2 separate regions of the Rattus norvegicus genome follow, and region 1 is linked to region 2. A link is a contact called in public Hi-C data. All regions are on one chromosome and are shown on one strand. Each heading gives the region's core, a stretch centred on a gene start, on an enhancer-like site or on the middle of the called end of the contact. The rest is flanking DNA. Distances are from core to core; before and after follow the strand shown. Region 1 holds the start of Nxph3 (neurexophilin 3). Region 2 holds the start of Kat7 (lysine acetyltransferase 7).

Region 1 (5,674 bases), core at 1,826-4,325, 200 kb before region 2:
ATGCTAGGAAAGCACTCTATCAACAGAGTTAATCCCATCGAGATTTTTAAGGGAGCTGGAGGCTGCTGGGTTCCCATTCTCCCAGCGGGGAAACCTGGGGCCTACAGCGGTCAGTGGCTGTCACTCTGTCCCTCTACCTGGCACCCTGAAGTGAGTTCCTGCTCCTTAGCTTCCAGGATGAACCCGGCGGCCCACTTTGCTCCTGGTTGCCTATTTGCCCAGGAGCTCCTGGGAGTGTTCTTCCTTTGCCTACTTTTTAAATGTCAGGTTGCCCAGAGTTCCTCCTCCTGCACCTCCAACTCCCAGCATACTCCACATCCCAGGACAGACTTTCCGGTGCCCTTGGATGGCCAACAGCAGCGCAGCATAAAGATATGTCATAACCAAGGCTGAATTCCCCCAAGGCATCCTCCTCTGTAGACCAGGGCACCCCCCAAGTCACCCAAAACAGGACACAGTCTGGTACCTTTATCCCCTCCCTGAGTCCTGTAACCTCAGCAACAGCCAAAGCCTGGCTGGTTTTCATTTTCCGGTTTTGCTTGCTGCCATGTCTTCAGCCCCCCAACCCTAGCCTTTTAATTGCTTCCCCTCCCCCTCCTCTTCCTATCGAATTCTCAGAAAGCTGTAACCAGTCCCTTAAAACCCTTTCAAGTTTCCCCATAAACATAGTTCCAGACCCCTTCATCTGATCACTGCCTCCTTTCTTCCCGGGAGGAGGCACCCCGGAAGAGCGAACTGCTTCCTGCCACAAGTAGCCCTTGTCAGACCTACTCCTCTTGACCTCCTGGATGCCCTGACCTTCCTGCCCCTCCCCCACCTTTCCGGGTGCATCCTCAAGGCCTTATGGGGACTGTGTCATTGCATTCGCCCCAGTGAGTTATAATGATCGATTTTCACACACAGGGTGAGGAGATCCTTGAGGGCAGGAATGGTGTCCCATTCATCTCTGTAGCTCAGACTCTGGCCTGGAGCCTGGTATGGAGGGCAGGCTCCACCATTGGCTGATGGATGAAGGCAGAGAAGAAACTTGAAGTGGGAGCCAGGAGTGTCCAAGACCGGAGTGGGGGCAAGTGCGGCAGGAAGAGCAGCCAGAGCAAATGTGTGGGAAGTGAAAAAGCGAGCCCTTCCATTCACTGCACTCCCACGGTGCCGCCAACCATGGCGCCCTCACTGGGTGCACACACTGTGTCTTCCCGCCTCCGAATGAAAGGTCTGAAAACTGGCATCCGAGCATGGCAGTAACCTACCCAAGGTCACACAATGGGCCAAGGCCTGGAGTGGAATCTAAGCCTCTGGCCTGAAAGCAGTACCCCTTCTGCTGGGTCACACTGCCTTCCAGGGGGGCAGGACTTGGAATGGGTGAGGGGTGGATCCAGCTTCGTCTCTGTCTAGCCGAGACGACTAGCTGCGAGCGGGAACTAGCTGCCCATGCTCAGACCAACAGCATCTTCCTCCCAGCTGGACCAGAAACTCCAAGGCCACACCAAAATTTACCTGTTCCTCTCCTAGCTTTGGGAGTCTTTGAGTACACACACACACACACACACACACACACACACACCTCTCAAAGAGTCTTTGAGTACACACACACACACACACACACACACACACACACACACACCTCTCAAAGAGCCCCGGAAAGGCCCAGGGTACCCAGGAGACCGGGGGCTCATCCAAGCTTCTTCCTTCTGCAGTCTCTCCCTCTTCGCACTTGGCCCAGGCTGATATTAAGATTCATCTGCATTCCTCACACAACGCCTGGCAGATGGTGGGGGAGGAGGCTGGGTGTGAGCTGGGGGCTGCAGCCAGGGACCACACTGGATCTCAGAGGGCCACAGGAGCGCCGTGTGGAGGGCTTCTCACAGGCCCAGTGTATGCTGGGGCCACTCCAAATGCCTCAAAGGGGTCCTAGGATTCGACCTTTTGTTTTTCTAAAGACTAAAGGAGTTCTAGAGAGCTAGGGAGGAGGTCTAGCCATTGAGAGCAGGAGTGACGGAGGGTGGTCCTGACCCTTTGGGATCTCTTGTCTAGGTCTTAATCTTTCTTGCTTTGGAGATTTGAAGAGACCAGGGCAACCTAGGATCCCACTGGGGTGGGGCCCTTCTCAGCCTGGTGAGCACCTGTGCCATGGGGAATGTGTAGGGCAGGATGGAAGGACATGCCCGGAGAGGCCTTCGCGCCTCTATTTCTCAGGAGGCAAACCCTTACCTCAACCTCAGAATGCAGTCTGGTCCCTAGTGGTCTTTTCAGCCCAGTACCAAATGCCTCATAATGATTGCTCTTAGGCTGTCTTAGAAGAAAAGGAACAAATGTGCTAAGAAAAAGGGGTGTGAGCTAGACACTTAGAAGAACTTCCCTCAGCACCCTCATCAAGTCTTGCAAGAACCAAGCAGCTGTGGTCCCTTGTTAATATCCTTGGGCCCTTAAAATTGGGTTTGGGTAGAATTGTCTTTCCAAATTCCAGGACTCCTGGGGTGAAGGTAGGTAGAGCGACAGATTCCCGGGTGCCCGCTACAGAAAGAAGGCGCGCTGCCAGAAGGGCGGAAAAGCTGGTGTCCCCATCCGCGGTCTTCCAGCCTCTCGTCTCCTCTCCCAGAGCTCCTCCGCCCTCCTGTCCCCTACGCTGGAAAGTGGGCGCCCCAGGTCCCCAGGCTGCTAGCCGGCAGGGGAGGAGTTAACTCCGGAGGTACCGACTGGGCTCACCGTACCTGCCGCCGCCGCCGCCACCGCCGCCGCCAGTGGGAGGGACGAGGAAGCGGGAGGCGCCTGGGCGCCAGGAGCGCTCCAGTCTGGCGGGGCGCAGCGCGGGGAACGGGCGGCCGCGGCTCGGCGTGGCCCGGGGCGTCCGCCAGGGGGCGCGCCGCGACGGGGCGGGAGGGGCCGTCTGGTCTGGGGAATTAACACCGGGGACGGGCGCGCGCGCAGGTCCCCAGCACATCTGGGTAAGAGCCGAGCCTCTGGAAGCGAGCGGGGCGCCGAGCGCCTGTCTGGAGCGGCAGAGCCACCACGCAGGCGGAGCCCCTTCGAGACGCTCCGGGCGCACATCTGGGACCGGGAGAAGGGACCGCGCGGCGCGCAGCTGGACGCGGGGAGGGGGCGGCGGCTGCACAGCTGGACCGAAGGGGGCGGGGTCGGTCCCAGCAACTGGCTGAGGGGAGGGCCGCAAGCCACCAGGGACCGAAGCATGGGACAGCGCGCCTGAAGGAGCAGTCCGGGGCGGAGGGGGCCTGGGACCCCGAAAGGAAAAGAGAGACGGGTGAGAGCAGAGGAGGAAGATGCAACTGACCCGCTGCTGCTTCGTGTTCCTAGTGCAGGGCAGCCTCTATCTGGTGAGTGGTCCGCGGGGAGCGGCGCAGGGCGGGGGCCAGGGGATGGGGAGAGCGCGGGAAGCTGCGGAGCCCTGAAACTTTCTCCCTACCCCCACCCCGGCATCCCGGGGTTGCGGTGAACGCTGGAGGCTGGGGGAGAGGGCGGGTCCGAGGCCAGAGGCCGGACTGTAAGGGTTAATAGGGGCGGGGAGGAGGGTGCTCGACTGGCCCACCCACTTCGCGGCTGATGGCAGGAGGTGCGAGTGACACTAGGGAAAAGGCCCCCCAAGCTGAGTAGCCAAGGATTACCCGACCTCTCGTAGCAGCATCCCAGGACGCGCGAAACGGGGGTGGGGCAGGTGACCTGCCTGGTCAGGGGACGCGGTATTCTTCTCTGACCTCTGGGGCCCAGAGAATCCCGAACTGTGGGCCCTGGCGCGCCAAGCCCGGGCGGACTGGGGGCGGCCCCCGCGTCCCTGCCTCCCGCCGTCCCTCCCGCTCCCTCCCTCCTCGCCTGTTGTTTTCCTCGCCTCTCCCGGCTGCGCGCAGCCCGAGCCCCACAGGACCTGGGCAGGCGGCTCCCGCCCCAGGCGCTCAGAGCAGCTGAGCTGAGCGCCCAGACCCCGCTCCCTCGCGGCCCAGGATGCTTTAGAACCCCACCCCGGACCCTAGCACGGAGCTGAAGTCCCTCGCGACCCGTGCCCGCCGCCCCACATCTGCCCCGACCTCAGTCCTCTCCTGGAGAAGCCTCAGCGCCACAGGAACTGCCCCCTTCCTCAAAACAATTCCCATTGACAGCAACCCTCCCACCCCTAGTCCACTCTTGGGGAGGAAGTCGTCCCTGCTTGGCCCTTTCCGGTGGCCCTCTTTAGTATTGAGCTAGTGACTGTCTCAACCATTCAGTTAAACCCTAGAGCCAAGTACGCACAGGCGGACAGCCTTGAACCCAACCCCAGGAACCTCCCTTCTTGACTCTCCTGACCCTGGGGCACTGGGGACTTGGAAGGCAGGACCATTCTTTACTCTGGGACTGGCTTGGTCACCAAGGCCAGAACACGAGGCATAAGGACTAAACCCTTTGGAGCCTCCCATCCCATCTCCTCAGGATTCCCTCTGCCCCACCCAGGTCATCATCAGTCCAGATGTTGTGGCTGAGCTCCTGTCCCCTCATGGGTGACAAACACACTGGTAAGAACTCGTTTTCAGAACCTGAGCAAACACACATTCAGGCCACTGAGCCTAGGGAGCCAGGTAACCTCCCTGTTGCCCTACTGAGCCACACTGGCTCTTTCCGCTCTCCTCCAGGAAGACTCCCCAAGGTGTGGCCTGTCACCATAGCTGAGCCTGCGTAAGCAAGACAAGCCCTGGCAGAGTTTGACAGGGCATTCCAGGTGGAAACAGGGCTTCGGTTAAAAAGTCTTTTGCGAAAGGTCGTGAGGTGGGACTGTGTCTTGTAAGGGAAGACTGACACTTGTGGCCTGTGTCTTGTGGTGATGTAACCTTCAAGGCCCGATGTCCTCACCTGTGAAATGGGACTCACAAGAACTGGTCCCTCATCATGCAAGTGCCATCTTGGCATGTCATCACGTGTTCCCCAGAGAAGGGTTTTGCTCTCACAAGCATGGCCATCCTGGGTGTGGCATTCACTCCTGGTCTCCTAGCCTTAGCAAAACCTGAACCAAACTGGTACCTGACCGGGATTCTGGCTGGGTCCTGGCTTCTTGTTTTATGGTGTGTAGACTGTCTTTACCTCTAAGGGCAGCAGTTATGCTAAGCTAGGAACACTGTCTCAGTCAGAAGACTAAAATGTCATAAAGGCATAAGGTGTGTGTGTGTGTGTGTGTGTGTGTGTGTGTGTGTGTGTGTGTGTGTACTGACAGAAGGGAGCTCCCAAGGTAGGATAGGGCTCCCCAAATAATTGCAACTCCCAACTCCAGGTGAAGGACTTCTGGAAGATAGCAACGAAACTTCCCTGGCTCCTTGGACATTTCAAGGATAGAAATTCTCCCCCTTTGCCGGGCTTCTTGTCTGGCCTCAGAGGGAGAGGAAGTACTTAGACCTGCAGTGACTTGAGGTGTCAGGGTGGGTTGATATCCGGGAGGGACCTCACCCTTCCCAGAGATGAAGGAGAGGGCGAGATGGGGAAGGGCAGTGGGAGAAGGGACTGGGAGGAGAGGAGGTCTTCGATCAGGGATATAAAGTGAATAAGAAAACGGGAGGAAAGGGGTAGAAATGCTACATCCCTTTCAGACTGGGGGGGTTTCTGCAGGATCAGAAGCCAAGCCCCTCCCATCTGACTGGGGCCTATCTAGAGAGTAGAGTTGTGTGTCTCCAGTCCCCAGATTTTTGAGTAGCAGCCAAAGGCA
Region 2 (5,448 bases), core at 1,099-3,598:
CGCTTATTCTATCTCAGGAACTTGCTGAGTATTTCAAAACACTCATCTCCTTCATTCCTTACAACCATTGGTAAGCTGGTCGTTAGTACGCACACTTCAAGATGAGAAAACGCAGGTCAATTTAAAAACTCATCCAAGAATAACACACAGGAAAATATGACAAGACTGATCCAAATCTACATCAGACATCAAAGCCTTGTAGTCAATACTGGTAAAACTGATAACAACATGAAGGGGAATTATGTTCCTATTGGCTGTGAAATGGAGTGGGGGGAATATCTACTAATGTTTGGGAATATACAGTAATCTCTGAAAAATCTTATGTCACCATGCTTTCCTATCTTACAAATAGTAAATCAGGAAAGACTTTCTGAAGATAGAAAAGAAATCAGAGTGTTGGACGATGAGTCCAGCCTAGGCTGACCTAGAACCATGTAGTTGAACACCTTAAACTGAATCACCTGCCTCCTGCTTTAAGGACTGGGAGTATAGATGTGTGTCACCACAACCAACTTAAAATGGTGTCCTTCAAATATAAGAGGCTGTTATCACTAGCAAGGGAGTTAGAACATTTCCAGAGTAACCCCGGGAACACATCTGTAAGTGTAAAAGAACAGTGATAACATGGAATTAAACACAGGAGCGTTAAAATAATACAAAAGAAAATATCTAAGCCATTTTCAAGCAAGTTTTTAATGTGCAAATCAATGCAAATAGATTGTTAAAAGGTATTTATACTGAGAACTAAAAGCAAGGGGTTGGGGATTTAGCTCAGAGCGCCTGCCTAGCAAGTGCAAGGCCCTGGGTTCAGTCCTCAGCTTGGGGGGAGGGGAGGAGGTAAAAGCAAAATACTGCATGCAACAGGCATCAACAATGGCTTAAGCTATCCTCCCTCTTCCTCCTAAGGAGTGTGGGCTAAGCCGTCCGGAACTTTTAACTCTGAAGAGTCCTCTGTTTAGCATATGAATCAGGTTTGTATTCAGTTCCCAAAGCTTCTCTCCAGGTTAGCCAGCCTCAGATTGAAATTCTGATAGGGGTCTGTGGTGACTTAGTGGATAAAAGCACTTGATCTGTCAACAAGCCTGGTGACCTGAGTTTGATCCCTGAGATCCCATGAAGGTGGAAGTTAGGAATCTACTCTCCAAAGTTGTCCTCTGAGCATTCACTGGTCATGACACACACACAGACAAATAAATCTGGAACCAGAATCCTATCTTGGTAACTAAGGTTGTCTTGATCCCAGCAAGTCACTCTTGGTCCACCTTGGTTCTCTCAAGTCCCCTGATGTTAATTAACTTCAAGGCCTGTAACCACTTAACAGACCTCTCTTTTTCGAGACAGGATCTAGCCGGGAACTCGCTGTGTTGACCAGGTTGGCCTTAAGGTCAAGATTTGGTTCTGCCGGCTTCACAAAGCATGTACCACCCTGCCTGGTTCCAAGCTTTTCGTACAGCTCTTCTTTCACTCTTAATTTCTCCTTCTTAAGCCCTTTTATTATTACTTAAATACCCACTCCCTTTCCAGTGCCTTTCAAAATACTATTTCTCTCTCCACCCAATTCTTGGCTCCTGCATTTGTACTACAGAGGTTACAAGGGCTGAATGGGGACAGCACCCTCATATTCAGATCACGCCCTGGGCCCCTCTCCGGGCCACCCGAAGCTCTCAAACCAGAGTACTGATAAGTCGGGGGCGTTTCACAGCAGAGCTAAATTGGGAATTCTTTGGAGCTACGGCATTCGGAGAATGGCTCTGCACCATCCTGTAACATGGACGTAACTTACTAGCTGTTCTCTTAATATAAGGACAATGTGTCCCCTACTGCACTTCCAGACTGATATAACCCTGTCAATCCTTTATTCAAGCCCCATTCACACCACTCCGGAACACAGAGTAGCTCTTACAACAGTTCCTTGTGCAAAAATATCTCTAGCCAGCTCTAAGTTCACATGATAAACGGAAACGACTTTTGACCGACTAGGAAATGAAAGGGTTAAAGCTCGACAACCTGATGGATTCTGGGGTTTTCCTCCTTCCACGCTGCAAATTAAAACGACCAGGAAGGGAGTTTGCCCAACGTAAAGATGAAAACGATTACCTTCAACTGCCAGACTTCTGCCCCAAACAATCATGGCTACCTAATTCCACAACGGATGCCGCATTCCTATCTAGAAATGTCTAGTCCAAGGTTTCACAATTGGTGTCGTCTCCTGCCCAATTCCAAAATGGCGCTGACTAGCCTCAGTACAAGTTTCGAACTTCCTTGTATTCTCACTGGCTTAAAGGTCAGGTGACGCAAGCCTCAGCCGGAAGTGAAGGAAAAGGCGCTTCCAGCCCGCGGCGCCTGCGCAGAAGGCTCTAGACGCTGAGAGGCAGGAGGCACTTGGGATCGTCCGCAGCGTTTGGAACTGTTACAGAGGCCGCCACGGAGCCCGCCGGAGCCCCCGTTCCTGCTGGTGCTGCCGCCGCCCGAATCGGGACCGTCGGGCTGCAGCCGCCGGCAATGCCGCGAAGGAAGGTGAGAAATGGCAGAGAAGGGATGGCGGGCTTCTAAGGGGAGTCGATTGAGCAATGTGACGCGGTTGGCCACGCCTCGCAGTGGTTGGGTTCCAACTTTCTGTTCCCTCGAACCTAGCCTAGCCAACCTGTCTCCTCTCGGTACCAGACGGAAAAATGTGGGCCCGACCCTGGCCTCGGCCTATGCCTGTAACTATTCCCGCCCTCTGCTTTCCCTGATCGGAGGCGGTCTTGTTAATTGGTCGCGGAAACGCCTAGAAGCATATTGATTGGATGGTGACGCCGCCTGTTTGGGCCCAACGGTCACCTCCCCGCGTGCGTGGGCGGTGTCTGTGTCTGGCTCCGGTACTCTCCGACTGGCTGTGGCGAATGCTCTCTCTTCTCTTTATTGGCCCAGCTTCGCAGTCTGTTCTTGTGGCGGGTGCGGCTTAGCAAGGCCTGGATTGGGTCGACCGACGCCCCGCCCTTCCGGATAGAGATGGCGATAGGTGTAAAGGCGAGTTGGGAAGACTACTTTTCTTTCCAGGTGGGGGGTGCAACAAAGCAGAGGATGGGTGATTAGCCAGCGCCCATCCCCAAGGGATAGCTCGCAGGCCTGTTGCATCTCAGACAACGTCTTCCACGTATTTGTTCAGTTTGACATTTCCTGGTCAGTAAACGTTTGGTGAACTGGATGACATTTGTCCCATATGTTTAGTTGTAAAATGCAGAGAGCAGTGCTACATGCTAGTTGCTAGAGATTCGAAGATTATATGTGATGACTGGTTTAAAGGGTTTTCGCCGTTCAGTGGAGAACACAGAGAAGTAACCATAGAAAGCGCAGTACAGTCTCTGCTTGAAATTGTATACACTGTAAGCAGTTTGGGAAATAAAAGTAAAGAGCCGACTTTCAGGGTTGAGCAAGGCAGAATTGATAGGAGGTAATGGACAGGTATCTAGGCCTTTGGCTGAGAGTACCTTAAAGTTAGCCTTTTAGTGACATTCTGTGGCTCTGGTGCCTCTACTTGTGGTCAGATTTTGAATGAAATAGTTGGATGGATAGATGGTTGGTATTCGTATTTCTGCAGAGCTCACTCTTCGTGGAAGTTTTCCAAGTTAAATATTTACATTAATGTCTCTTACAATGACCAGAGTTGACAGGTAGTGTTTATTTATATTGAGGCACACCAAATGCAGGAGACATACTGGTATGTTGGAACGGTCTAGTCTCCTTTTCCAAGTTTCCAAATGTCAACATGGAAAATGGAAATACTTACTGGATGTTAATGGACAAGCCTTTAGTTCCAACACTTGGGAGGTGGATCTCTGTAGTTTGGGGTACATATGGTCTATGTCCTGGGAGGTCCTGTCTCAAAAAGAAGAAAACAAATGTAAGTTCTTGCTGGATGTAGTGGTACAGATCTGTAGTCCTGGCCCCCTAGAGGCTGGGGGTGGGGGCTCATCATGAGCTTAAGGCAAACCTAGGCTATATAATAAATTCCAGACCAGCCTGAGCTAAATAGCAAGATCCTATCTCAAAAATAACAACAAAAACAAAATGTAACTATGTTAGTAACTTGTTGGATGCAAATCTTTCCTAAACTAGCCTTAGGTTATTTAGGTTTTTTATGTCTCATGTTAGTGTGACATTAAATTTCTGTTTGCTGTAGAAATATTAATTAATGTTTTTAGTGTGGGGCGTTACTCACCGGTTGTGTTCTTTGTAAGAATCTAGTAACTCCCAAACATACTTGGCCCGAGGCAACTTATTCTTTAAAGAGTAAAGGGTTGGGACCTGGAGCTAGGCTGTAGCTCAGTGGGCGTGGTTAGTGCTACGAAGCCCTGACTTCAGTCCTTAGTGCATCCATCCCACTCCTGTCCTCTGCCAAGAATATTAGGACTGAGGTTGAGGGGTTGTGATTGCAGCAAATATTCTTTTTCTGGCGTAGAAAAGGATAAGTGTAAGTGCTTAATTGATACAGGTAATCTATAGGGGCTGGAGAGATGGCTCAGCCAGCGGTTAAGAGCACTGTCTGCTCTTCCAGAGGTTTTGAGTTCAAATCCCAGCAACCACATGTAATGGGATCTGATGCCCTCTTCTGGTGTGTCTGAAGACAGCCACAGTGTACTCATATACATTAAATAAATAAATCTTTTTTTTAAAAAAGTTAACCTCCATAGCTAATCACGCCTCAGGAGGCTGACAGTTATGATAGGGTGTGGTGTGAGTTTCTAAGAGCCTGGCATGTGGGGTCTCAGATTATTCAGAGGTTCAGCGTACTTGTTGCTCTTGCAGAGGACCTGGGTTTCAAGCACCCACATGGTGCCTCACAACCACTTATGACTCCAGTTCCCGGTGATTTGACAACCTCCCTGGACCTGAGGGCATGTATGTGATACACAGGCAAAACTTTCATACGTATAGAGTAAAAATAATCTAATTTTTAAAAAACCTGGTTTGAATACCTACTTAGTTTTTAGTATAAATTCCTTTCCAACACTTATAACATCCCTGTGGAGAAACTTCAAGGACTGATGGCTAAGAAAATAATTTTTATCTTTTTCTGGTTAAAGACTACAGCATGTTTTATTTTAATTTTTTCATGTATAATGTTTGTGTGCACGATGTGTGTATGTAGACTACCACATGTAGCTAGGTACTGATAGACACCAGAAGAGTGTATTGGAGCTCCTAGAACTAGAGTTCCAGGCAGTTGTTGCCTGCCATGTGAGTGAACTTTTTCTTGTTTTAAAAATATTTATATTATTTTTAATCGTGCGTATGAGTGTATGAGTACAGGTGCCTGAGGAGGCTGGAGGCATTGACTCCCTCTGGAGCTGGAGTTACAGGCCACACTTGTGAGCTACCAAGTGGGTGCTGGCAGTGGAACTTGGGTCCTTTGCCAGAGCAGCCTGTGCTCTTAGTGTCTGGGCCATGCATGCTTTTGCTTTT

Evidence for each region. A called contact is a pair of places that touch in the nucleus more often than the background predicts.
Region 1: a contact with region 2 is called in a Hi-C map of kidney, with 4 times the contacts expected there. The contact joins the promoter of Nxph3 here to the promoter of Kat7 in region 2. A contact is called at or near these places in 1 of 12 Hi-C or Micro-C datasets (kidney) and 1 of 1 datasets of contacts at active chromatin or transcription factors (oligodendrocytes).

The regions. Positions count from the first base shown.
Region 1 is chr10:80,954,147-80,959,820 of GRCr8, reverse strand. Nxph3 (neurexophilin 3) reads left to right here and starts at 3,075. Exons shown (of 2, transcript NM_021679.2): 1 at 3,075-3,329. The coding sequence starts at 3,276.
Region 2 is chr10:80,749,287-80,754,734 of GRCr8, reverse strand. It overlaps Kat7 (lysine acetyltransferase 7), which reads left to right and starts at 2,348. Exons shown (of 15, transcript NM_001415103.1): 1 at 2,348-2,517. The coding sequence starts at 2,503. LOC102546598 (a long non-coding RNA gene) reads right to left here and starts at 2,238. Exons shown (of 3, transcript XR_001840387.3): 1 at 2,098-2,238.